Regions from separate parts of the Mus musculus genome. Here region 1 is linked to region 2. Evidence: chromatin contacts called from public Hi-C data. All regions are on one chromosome and are shown on one strand. The core of a region is the stretch at or near the end of the contact, and the rest is flanking DNA. Distances in the headings are between cores, read along the strand shown. Region 1 holds the start of Scyl2 (SCY1-like 2 (S. cerevisiae)). Region 2 overlaps Gnptab (N-acetylglucosamine-1-phosphate transferase, alpha and beta subunits).

Evidence for each region. A called contact is a pair of places that touch in the nucleus more often than the background predicts.
Region 1: a Hi-C map of B cells shows a contact between it and region 2, with 9 read pairs. The contact joins the promoter of Scyl2 here to the enhancer-like site in region 2. A contact is called at or near these places in 2 of 39 promoter capture datasets (the C10 cell line and pre-B cells) and 1 of 484 Hi-C or Micro-C datasets (B cells).

Annotation. Positions count from the first base shown.
Region 1 is chr10:89,683,472-89,688,031 of GRCm38.p6, reverse strand. It overlaps Scyl2 (SCY1-like 2 (S. cerevisiae)), which reads left to right and starts at 1,738. Exons shown (of 18, transcript NM_198021.3): 1 at 1,738-1,994. 1500026H17Rik (RIKEN cDNA 1500026H17 gene) reads right to left here and starts at 1,669. Exons shown (of 3, transcript NR_130956.1): 1 at 1,513-1,669.
Region 2 is chr10:88,403,801-88,407,959 of GRCm38.p6, reverse strand. The region is part of intron 2 of Gnptab (N-acetylglucosamine-1-phosphate transferase, alpha and beta subunits); the gene reads right to left. Among named protein-coding and RNA genes, the nearest start is that of Gnptab, 27 kb to the right of the region's middle. Within about 2 kb of position 1,964, at least 52 of the 459 cell types and tissues checked have an H3K27ac peak or open chromatin away from gene starts, as enhancers often do. A contact at or near this core is called in B cells, where this site is marked.

The DNA of each region.
Region 1 (4,560 bases), core at 489-2,988, 1.3 Mb before region 2:
CTACCTCACTTAAAGCTTGCTCTGCCTCTTGACCTACCGATGACTTAATGTAATCCTGTTTACAATAAACAGAAAGCTCTTGGATTAAAGGTATGTGCTAGGACTGAGCCATACCACAACTAGAAACAGGTTTTTCTTTTTTTCTTTTTCTTTCTTTCTTTTTCTTTTTCCTTTTCAGCAAGTAACACAATCTCAGAGGTTCACAGTGTGTTCAAATATCCTGTGATAGCTATTCTCACATGGTCTGCAAAGGATTAGGTTTGCTCACTAGGATTCTGTCAAAATGTTTAATTCAGTGTTTCTTGGTGCGTTGGCAACCTTGTACAATCACTGCTATCATCTAACCCCAGGCCATTTTATCACTCCAAAAAAGAGACTCATGTTTAGTAGAGATAAACTAGTTCCTCCTACCCCAGTAAAATATGAAATTAAAGCATGTAAGAAAGAAAAAGTTGAAATATAGAGAACATGATTTCTAGATGTTTTGTGTGCAGAATACAAGAATCTAAGCCTTTCCTTTCTTGACCACGAAGAACTAGAAGTAACATTACCAACACATAACTTATAAGATGCTCTTGGCAAAAGGACAGAAATAAAAGTCCACCCTTCTGGGGCTGGAAAGAGAAGGCTCAGCTAGTGAGATGATAACTTTCTAAGCATGCAGATCTAAGTTGGATCTCCTGAACATACATTAAAAAGCCAGGCTTGGTGGTGGGTGCTCCTAATTTCACAGCTGAAGAGATAAGAGAAAGGCAAAGCACCAGGTTCTATTTAGAGACCTTGTCTCAAAAACATGGACAGCTCCCCAGGAACAACTCCTAAGGCTAACCTCTAGCCTCGAGCTTTTCTGGCGTGTGTACATACAGCTGTACCTACACAAACATGTAAACACACCACACAAACATGTACACACACATACACACACACCCCATAATCCTCTTCCCTCTTCTCTTCCTCCCCCTCCTCCAATTCTTCTTGTAATAGAATCTACCCTATTACCCATCTTAAGACATTTTAACCTGAACCAGGGACAGAGCAGAGACAGGAGAGGCAGGGTTAGGGTTAGTTAGGGTGGTAGTAGTCCTACTACTATGTACGGGTTACTTGGATGGATAGCAGGGAGACAGAGGCTGTGCCCAGTTTCACCTAGGTATATTTTTCAGAACAATTTACTTCTTTCATTAAGCACGTAAGATAAATAATCTTTGTTGCTCTAATTGTGGAACTGTGGCACCGGGGTTATCTGAGAATGTCTTAGAAACGCAGAGCATCCGATCCTACTTGTGCAGCAGAATCTGCACTTTAACACGGCCCTGTGTGAGAAGCACGGCTTTTCTAGGTTCTAAGGTCACTTAGCAGAAAGTCAGAGAAAGCTGAGTCCTATGTAATCAGTCACTAGACCAGCAAGGGCAGGTGGCCTGGGAAACAGAAAAGGGGAGGGGCCTCACAACCAGAGCTGCAGTGTCCAGCCATCAAGTCACTGTCAGTCATCTCCAATATACATTTGGTTACCTGTCCTCATTATCTTGGAGAATCCCCTTCTATGGTTCCAGAAACTCGGGCTTCCTAGCCTGGGGCCCCGGAAAGCTGGTCTTGCCCGCGAAGACTAGTGATCAGAGTCACAGGTACGGCTGTCAGCAGAGGCCCGGGCTGGCTCCACCCCCGCCCCGGGAGCCCCGCCTCACTCCGCCTCGGGGAGGGCGGAGGGAAGCCAAGCCTTACCCTTCCGAACCGCCCGGAAGTGACGTCATGCAGGAGCGGGCAGGTCTTTCGGTGCTCTTCCCCCTACCGTGCTCTTCTTCCCTAGTCCCTTCCCTCCCTTCCCCCTTTACTCCTCGATCTCGGGGTTCTGCGGACTCGGGGGTGACGGAGGAGATGGAGTAAGCGTTCGGTGGCGGCCAGGAGCGCGGCCCGAGCAGTCACAGCCCGGAGGCATTGAGGGAGCCGGCGGGGGACCGGCCCCAGCACCGCCCCTCCAGGTAGCCGGCTGCGAGGTGAGTGACCTGTCTCGGGCACCGGGCGACCTGGGTCTGCGGCCAGCTTGCGGGCTACGGGTCTCCCCGGGCCTCCCGGCTGCTACTGTTGCCTAGTGACGGGCCGGGTCGGGCGGGCTGGCGGTGGGTGGCCCGGGAAGCCGGATCCAGGTAGCGAGAAGCGGGAGGGAGCGGATCTCAGAGGCCGGTGACTCTGGGCGAGGCCTTCGGGCGACGGGAGCCCCGCTGCCTGGGTCATTCTGCTGCTGGGAGAGTCCCCAGAGCTGGCGCAGGAGCTCGGGTTTCCGCCGTGGAGATCTCCGTATCCTTTTGGGAAATTGGACAGTGCTCCGGGACTGCTGAGACAGCCCCCCTCGTTTCTGATACTTGGTTCCGATAGCTGGGGTCACCGGCTAAGGCCCTGCACTTCGGACGCCTTTCTCTGATGGTAGTTGTCTTTCTGGACTGGACGGTTATTGTGTGTGTGAGGTGGGTGGGGCAGATAAGGTTTGAGAGAAAGAAATCCCCATGGGGGCTCCAGTGCGCCTGTTTAAGCTACAGAAAAAGGTTTAGACAGATAAAGCTTGCAGAAACTTCTTGGGATTCGCATGGACGCGTTACCTGTGATCAGTAATTAAGGACACACAGTGTTTCCCTTTCTCAACAGGATTGAAGAGACTCCAGACCAGCTCCTTAAAGTGATTTTGATTGTAAATTATCAGCTAGAGGTTTTTCTTTGCACATCAAAACCAGGGATTGTGTGATGACACTTTGAAACGCCGTATTTAAGTTTTCTGAGTCGTGCGCCTCTGTTCAGAGAAAGCAATTTAACAAAGATGCTGTAAGTCAGTCAGCCATTACAAAACCCAAGCAGTTCTGGTGTTTGCTTGGAAGATTCTTTTTCGACTTTGAAGGCTTTCCCCTCCTTAATAAAGGTTGGAGGAGAAGGGGATTGTGGTTATGCAAAGGAAAGGAGCCTAACTGAACACATAGAGCTTTATTCTGTTCAGATATACCTACGCACATGTGAAGATCATTCATTTTGTCTGTCAGAGACGATTACATATGTAATACAGATGTGTTGTAATTCCATACAGTAGGACATTGCTATACAAATACATTCTATATTTGGGAATTAAATCATGTTGACATAGTTGAAATTTGTGATTTATCCTCTCAAAAAAAAAAAACCAAAAAACCAAAAAAACTCCCCAAAACCAGGTCCTCGTACATGTTTTGATCCTATTTTATAGGAGTTGAAATTTGTTAAGTTCTTATTATTCCTCATTCGACATCTTTTATGAGGTCCTATTGATGTTTGCCTTTTAAATATTGAATCTTCATCTTCAGCACCACCTCCTTGTTGCAGTCACATTGGTCTCTTGCATCTAGAGGGCTTGACACCTGTGGTCTCTGTGCTGGGATGGACATCTCATAATATAGATCTGATCACAATGGCTTTACCTTTTGGAGTAACTGAAATTCTTTTTTTGTTGTTTTTGTTTTTGCTTTTTTTGAGACAAAATTTCATTGTATGGCCTTGGCTGTCCTGGAACTCTCTTTGTAGACCAGGCTGGCCTTGAACTCACAAAGGCCTCTGCCTCACAGAGCCTAACTGAAATTCTTGATGTCTCTGTAAGGCCCTCTTGTCTGTTGGTCTAGCTTCATCTCTACAGTACCTTTGGCATTCTTTTCTTTCCCGGTCGCCACATCCATTGTCTATCTTTCTGTTCCTCCTCCAGGCACATGGCTCTTGGTCATACTTCCTGGACGTGTCCACAAGAGCCCGGAAATGTTGTTCTTTCATATGCTCCAGGTTAATGCCTGCTTATCATTCAGTTCACTTCAGTAGTCTTTGATCAGTATAGATTCTCCTTATTAAGTGTTCTCCACTGCAGCTCTCATAGTTACATTCATCACTTCCTGATACCGTCCGTGTGCCTGTTTGTTAACTGAGTGAACTCACTGAGCGCTGGCTAGATGCGCCAGAAATGTACTGAGTATTCTAGATGGATCATCATCTTTAATCGCTACCACAATCACTAGGAAGTACTGGTGACTCCCTCCCTTCTCATAGATGAGAAATTGTTAGGTGTGTTAGTAAGGTTCTCTAAAACAGAATCAGTATATATTATATTAGAAGAAGACTATTAGGTTAGCTTCTGCAGTAGGGGCCAGGCGGTCCAGTATTGACCATCTGCATGCTGGAGTGGCTAATCTGGCTACTGCTCAGTTCCAGAGGCTGCATGCCTCTGTAGGCCCAGTCTGCTGTGGAAGGCTTGGAGTATTGGTGGAAGATTGCTTGTCTTCATCCCATCTGCACTGGAAGGCTGAAGAAACTGGGTTCTGCTGTCAGCAAGGATGGTGTGGTGGTTTGAATAGGTTTGACCTCATGGACTCATGTGTTTGAATGCTTGGCCCACAGAGAGTGGCACTGTTGGGAGGTGTGTCCTTGTTAGAGTAGCTGTGGCCTTATTGGAGAAACTGTGTCACTGTGTAGGCAGGCTTTGAGGGCTCCTAGTGCTCACAAGCTCTGCCCAGTCCAGAAGAGCCATTCTCCTTCTGGCTGCTTCGGATCAGGATGTAG
Region 2 (4,159 bases), core at 715-3,214:
CCACTGGTAGAGTGTTTTCTCAGTATGCACGAGATCTAGGCAACTTCAGCACAGAGCTGAGACCACGGCATTGTAGAACACAGTGTAAAACCTGGGAATGAGCCAGTGTGGAAGCTGGAGGAAGAAACATACCAGGAAAAAGGTATTTTCATGTGCCCTGAGACACACGCCTATGTCGCTTATCCAAGAAACTAGGGAAGACCAAGCAATCGGGTAAACCTGACTAGAAATGGAGACCAGAGAGGTAATGGGTCCCGATGCTTTGTCAGGAAAATGAAGACACATGTGTGCCGTAGTCGAGTGTGACCCCAGCAGCCGAGGCTTCACAATCAGGGTTAGCGTTAGGGCTAGAGGTTGTTCTCAGGACATCCTGGGTGCTCACTCTCACTGAGTATGGCTAGGAACTCGCAAGATGCTGCTCATACTGCTGTCAATACTTCTTTAACCACACCTCCCTCCTCCAGCCACGCCCTCTTCAGCACCGTTCTCTTGGAAGAGAATTCACTCACAATATGCATCTTCTGCAGCACTTTATGCTCGGAGGGATTCTTAGTATACTTAATACCTCCACCTCCACCTCCACCATGGGCACGTGTATCTTCCATGAGATAGCCAGCACCTGGGGCAGAAGTGGAACTAGGCATCTGCAGCCTGCCTTCCTAGTCACTTATTTTCTCTCCTACACTTCCAGGGTTTCTCTCCCCACTGCAACCATATTCAGAAACATCCCCTAGGTGTTTCCTGCACACTCCTTGGTGGGCCTCACACAGTAGCCGGTGGCACACAGATTACTTAGAAACAGGCTGCTGCTCTCTGTCAGCTTCTAACTGCAGGGGGTCCAAGGTGGCCTCAGAATGAGTGCTCTTTTGGAAGAAGTTCCGGGCTAATGCTGCTGCTGCCACCGATCTCGGTGGCCGCACTTTGAGATCAGCTGACCTCTATGTAGCTGTGTTCCAACTCCCCCCACTGCACCTCCTGTCCTCTATGTAAGAGTAACGGATTCCTCTCAGTCACCATTATTTGCCTGAGGTCTGGAATAGTGCCTCATGAGTGGGTTAATATGTACCAGTTAGATAAATAACGATAATCTCGTTATAATTTTATTATTATCATTATTAATGTTTTGGGTGTTTTGCCTGTATGCATATCGGTGTATCCTCTATGTGCCTGGTGCCTGCAGAAGCCAGAAAGAGGAAATGGATCCCCTGGAAGCAAAGTCACAGACAACTGATTGCTGCCATTTAGGTGCTGGAAATCAAACCCCGGTCTTCTGGAGGCGCGATCGGTGCCTCTAACCACTAGCTATCTCTTTAGCCCCGGTACCTATTATTCCTTCAGCATATATGTGTGTTTCCCACTAATGTCTATCTCACTCGGTATACCCACACACAACGCATTCAAGGACACTCCAACTCACATGCTCCCAAATGGTCTTTATTATGGTGTGTGTTGTGTTTGTGTGGGTGCATGTTTCTATGCGGCAGAGAGAGCACACACTCGTGTGGTGGGCAGAGAACAACCTCGAGGTGTCAGTTCTCATACCATTCATTAGGTTTGTGTGTCAAGCATTTAGACACTGAAAATGTTAACAAACAAACAAACAAAACAAAAACAACTCCCCCACCAAAACCTTGCTTGATTCAATACACTTTTCAGTGGAAAGATGGAAAGGAAGGAAGGAAAAGGAAGGAAGGAAGGAAGGATACCTATGCTGAAGTTTTCCTGGTAAAGTAATGACTCACTCTTAATATATTTTTTTTTTTATTAGAATCAGGACATATAGGTAAATGTTCAGCTGAGGAAAACAACTCAAGTTCCTAAGTCATTCATACGCTGGCTCTGCTAATGAGCCGGTTATCACATGTTTAACTCACAGGTTAAATTTAAAAACCTGACAGAGACCGCATGACTGGCTCCCAGCCGAGTCAGTTGTTTTTGTAGCAAGCTTGGCAGAGATGAGTCTGAGCCTTTAGTTATAACCACTAGACCATACTGGTTTCCAGTTGAGGAGGAAGCCGGTGACTCAGAATGAAAGGGACCCTGCCAAATACGTGATACAATTGTCTTCAAATCACTACATCAAAGTAACAAAGTCACTTTGCACCCTCAGACCTGCAGTAGAAAAGAGCTTCACACGGTTTAATAGCCATGCGTTACACGTGATGAAAGAGCCCAGAAGGAATGTCTGCCTTGAAACCAGGAGCAATGGATGATTTACGTATTAGCAACAAGTGAACACACAGACTGGGATTTCCTTCTCATTCCAGAGCAAATGACACTAATAAGAACTGTACAGTAGCGGGGTGGGTGGTGGCAGTACAAGCCTTTGGCCCCAGAACTTGGGAGACAGAGGCAGGCAGATCTCTAGATCAAGTTCCAAGGCAGCCAGGGCTACACAGAAAAACCCTGTCTCACAAAACAAAACAAAACAACAACAAAACAAACAAACAAACAAATCTAGCAAAGGAATGGAAGCTTTTGGGCGGCAAGATGAATCACAGCAGGTAAGAGCACTGACTGCTCTTCCAAAGGTCCTAGTTCAGATCCTAGCAACCACATGGTGGCTCACAACCACCCGAAATGAGATCTGACGCCCTCTTCTGGTGTGTCTGAAGTCAGTGTCAGGGTACTTATGTATAATAATTAAATGTTTGGGCCAGAGTGAAGCTGACCAGAGCGAGCAGAGGTCCTTCCTAAAAATTCTCAACAATTCCCAACAACCACATGAAGGCTCACAACCATCTGTGCAGCTACAGTGTACACACAAACATAAAATAAATAACTTTTAAAAAATGGAAGCTTTCAATAAACAGTATAAACTGTACGTAGTGCAACCTAAAAATGGAAGAAACATTATTCACCGAATTTTAGCCTGCAACCCCAGCCTTTGGGAGTCTGAGGCAGGACTCTAAGCGTGAAGCCAGACTGGGCTACATATTGAGACCAATAGTTTTAATATAAATCTTTAGTGAGCTGAGTGTAGATGCATATCTTCAATCCGAGCGAACACTCAGGAGCTCAGGCAGGCAGATGTGTGAGTTTGAGGCTGGCTTGGTCTACACAGCAAGTTCCAGGCTACACAATGAGATCCTGTCTCAAACAAAATGAAAAAATTCTTCAGATAGAAAACAAGAGTATGCTGGGGTATGGTGGCGCATGCCTTTAATCCCAGCACTTGGGAGGCAGAGGCAGGCGGATTTCTGAGTTCGAGGCCAGCCTGGTCTATAGAGTATGTTCCAGGACAGCCAGGGCTACTCAGAGAAACCCTGTCTCAAAAAAAACAAAACAAACAACAACAACAAAAAACTTACTGAATTAAAAAATCCGTATTTCCTAGCAGCACACACTGGGGTACGCAGTAGGTGCTCCATAAATGTGTGAGTTGGGGAGGATCACTTTGGAACTTTTAGCAGGGGTGGGAGTCGGGTGGGAGAATCAAGATGGAGAAACACGGAAGTGATGTGACAGGGAAGTGACTAATCCTTTCCTAAAGCACTGGTCACCAGGCCTGCAGCCTCAGGACCACCAGGAAACTGGTTAGAGATGCAATTCTCAGAGACACTCGAAGACTCAAGCTCTGGGGTGAGGGGAAAAAACCCTACCTTTGCTCACACTTTCCTAGCGTGCAAAATTTAACACCCACTGTAGTTAGGGGGTGTTTCTCAGCCTTACGTGGGTCTGCTGGCCTCAACACAGAGAACCATCAAGACCCACAAGAGCTTTGCTGTAGGTATTCATGTTTTCCATATTTGCAATGTAACAAGACAGCTTAAAGCTATGAGCTTCCCTACATGTTAATGTTTGTAACTTTTGTCATGAAAACCACAATTTTCTTGGGGGTGGGGGTGGGGTTTAAAATGACTGCTTTGCCAGCACAAACGTTTGAGCCTTGGGACCAAACAATGAAACTATCATTGTCTTTTTTTTTTATTATTACTTGCAAGCACTTTATTAATGGATCCATCTGTGAAACCCAGAAAAATATATTTTCTAGGAAATATCATCAAAATTTAGAGAGAGGCATTTCTGAGATTCCTGAAATTTTCTGTTCCGTTTTAACAGAAGCAAGCTAGCTAGCATCCACTTTCAATCTGTTTAAATATGATGCTTTGGTTAGCCAACCAAAAGGGAAAGATTTATGGAGAAAAGTTCTGCTCAC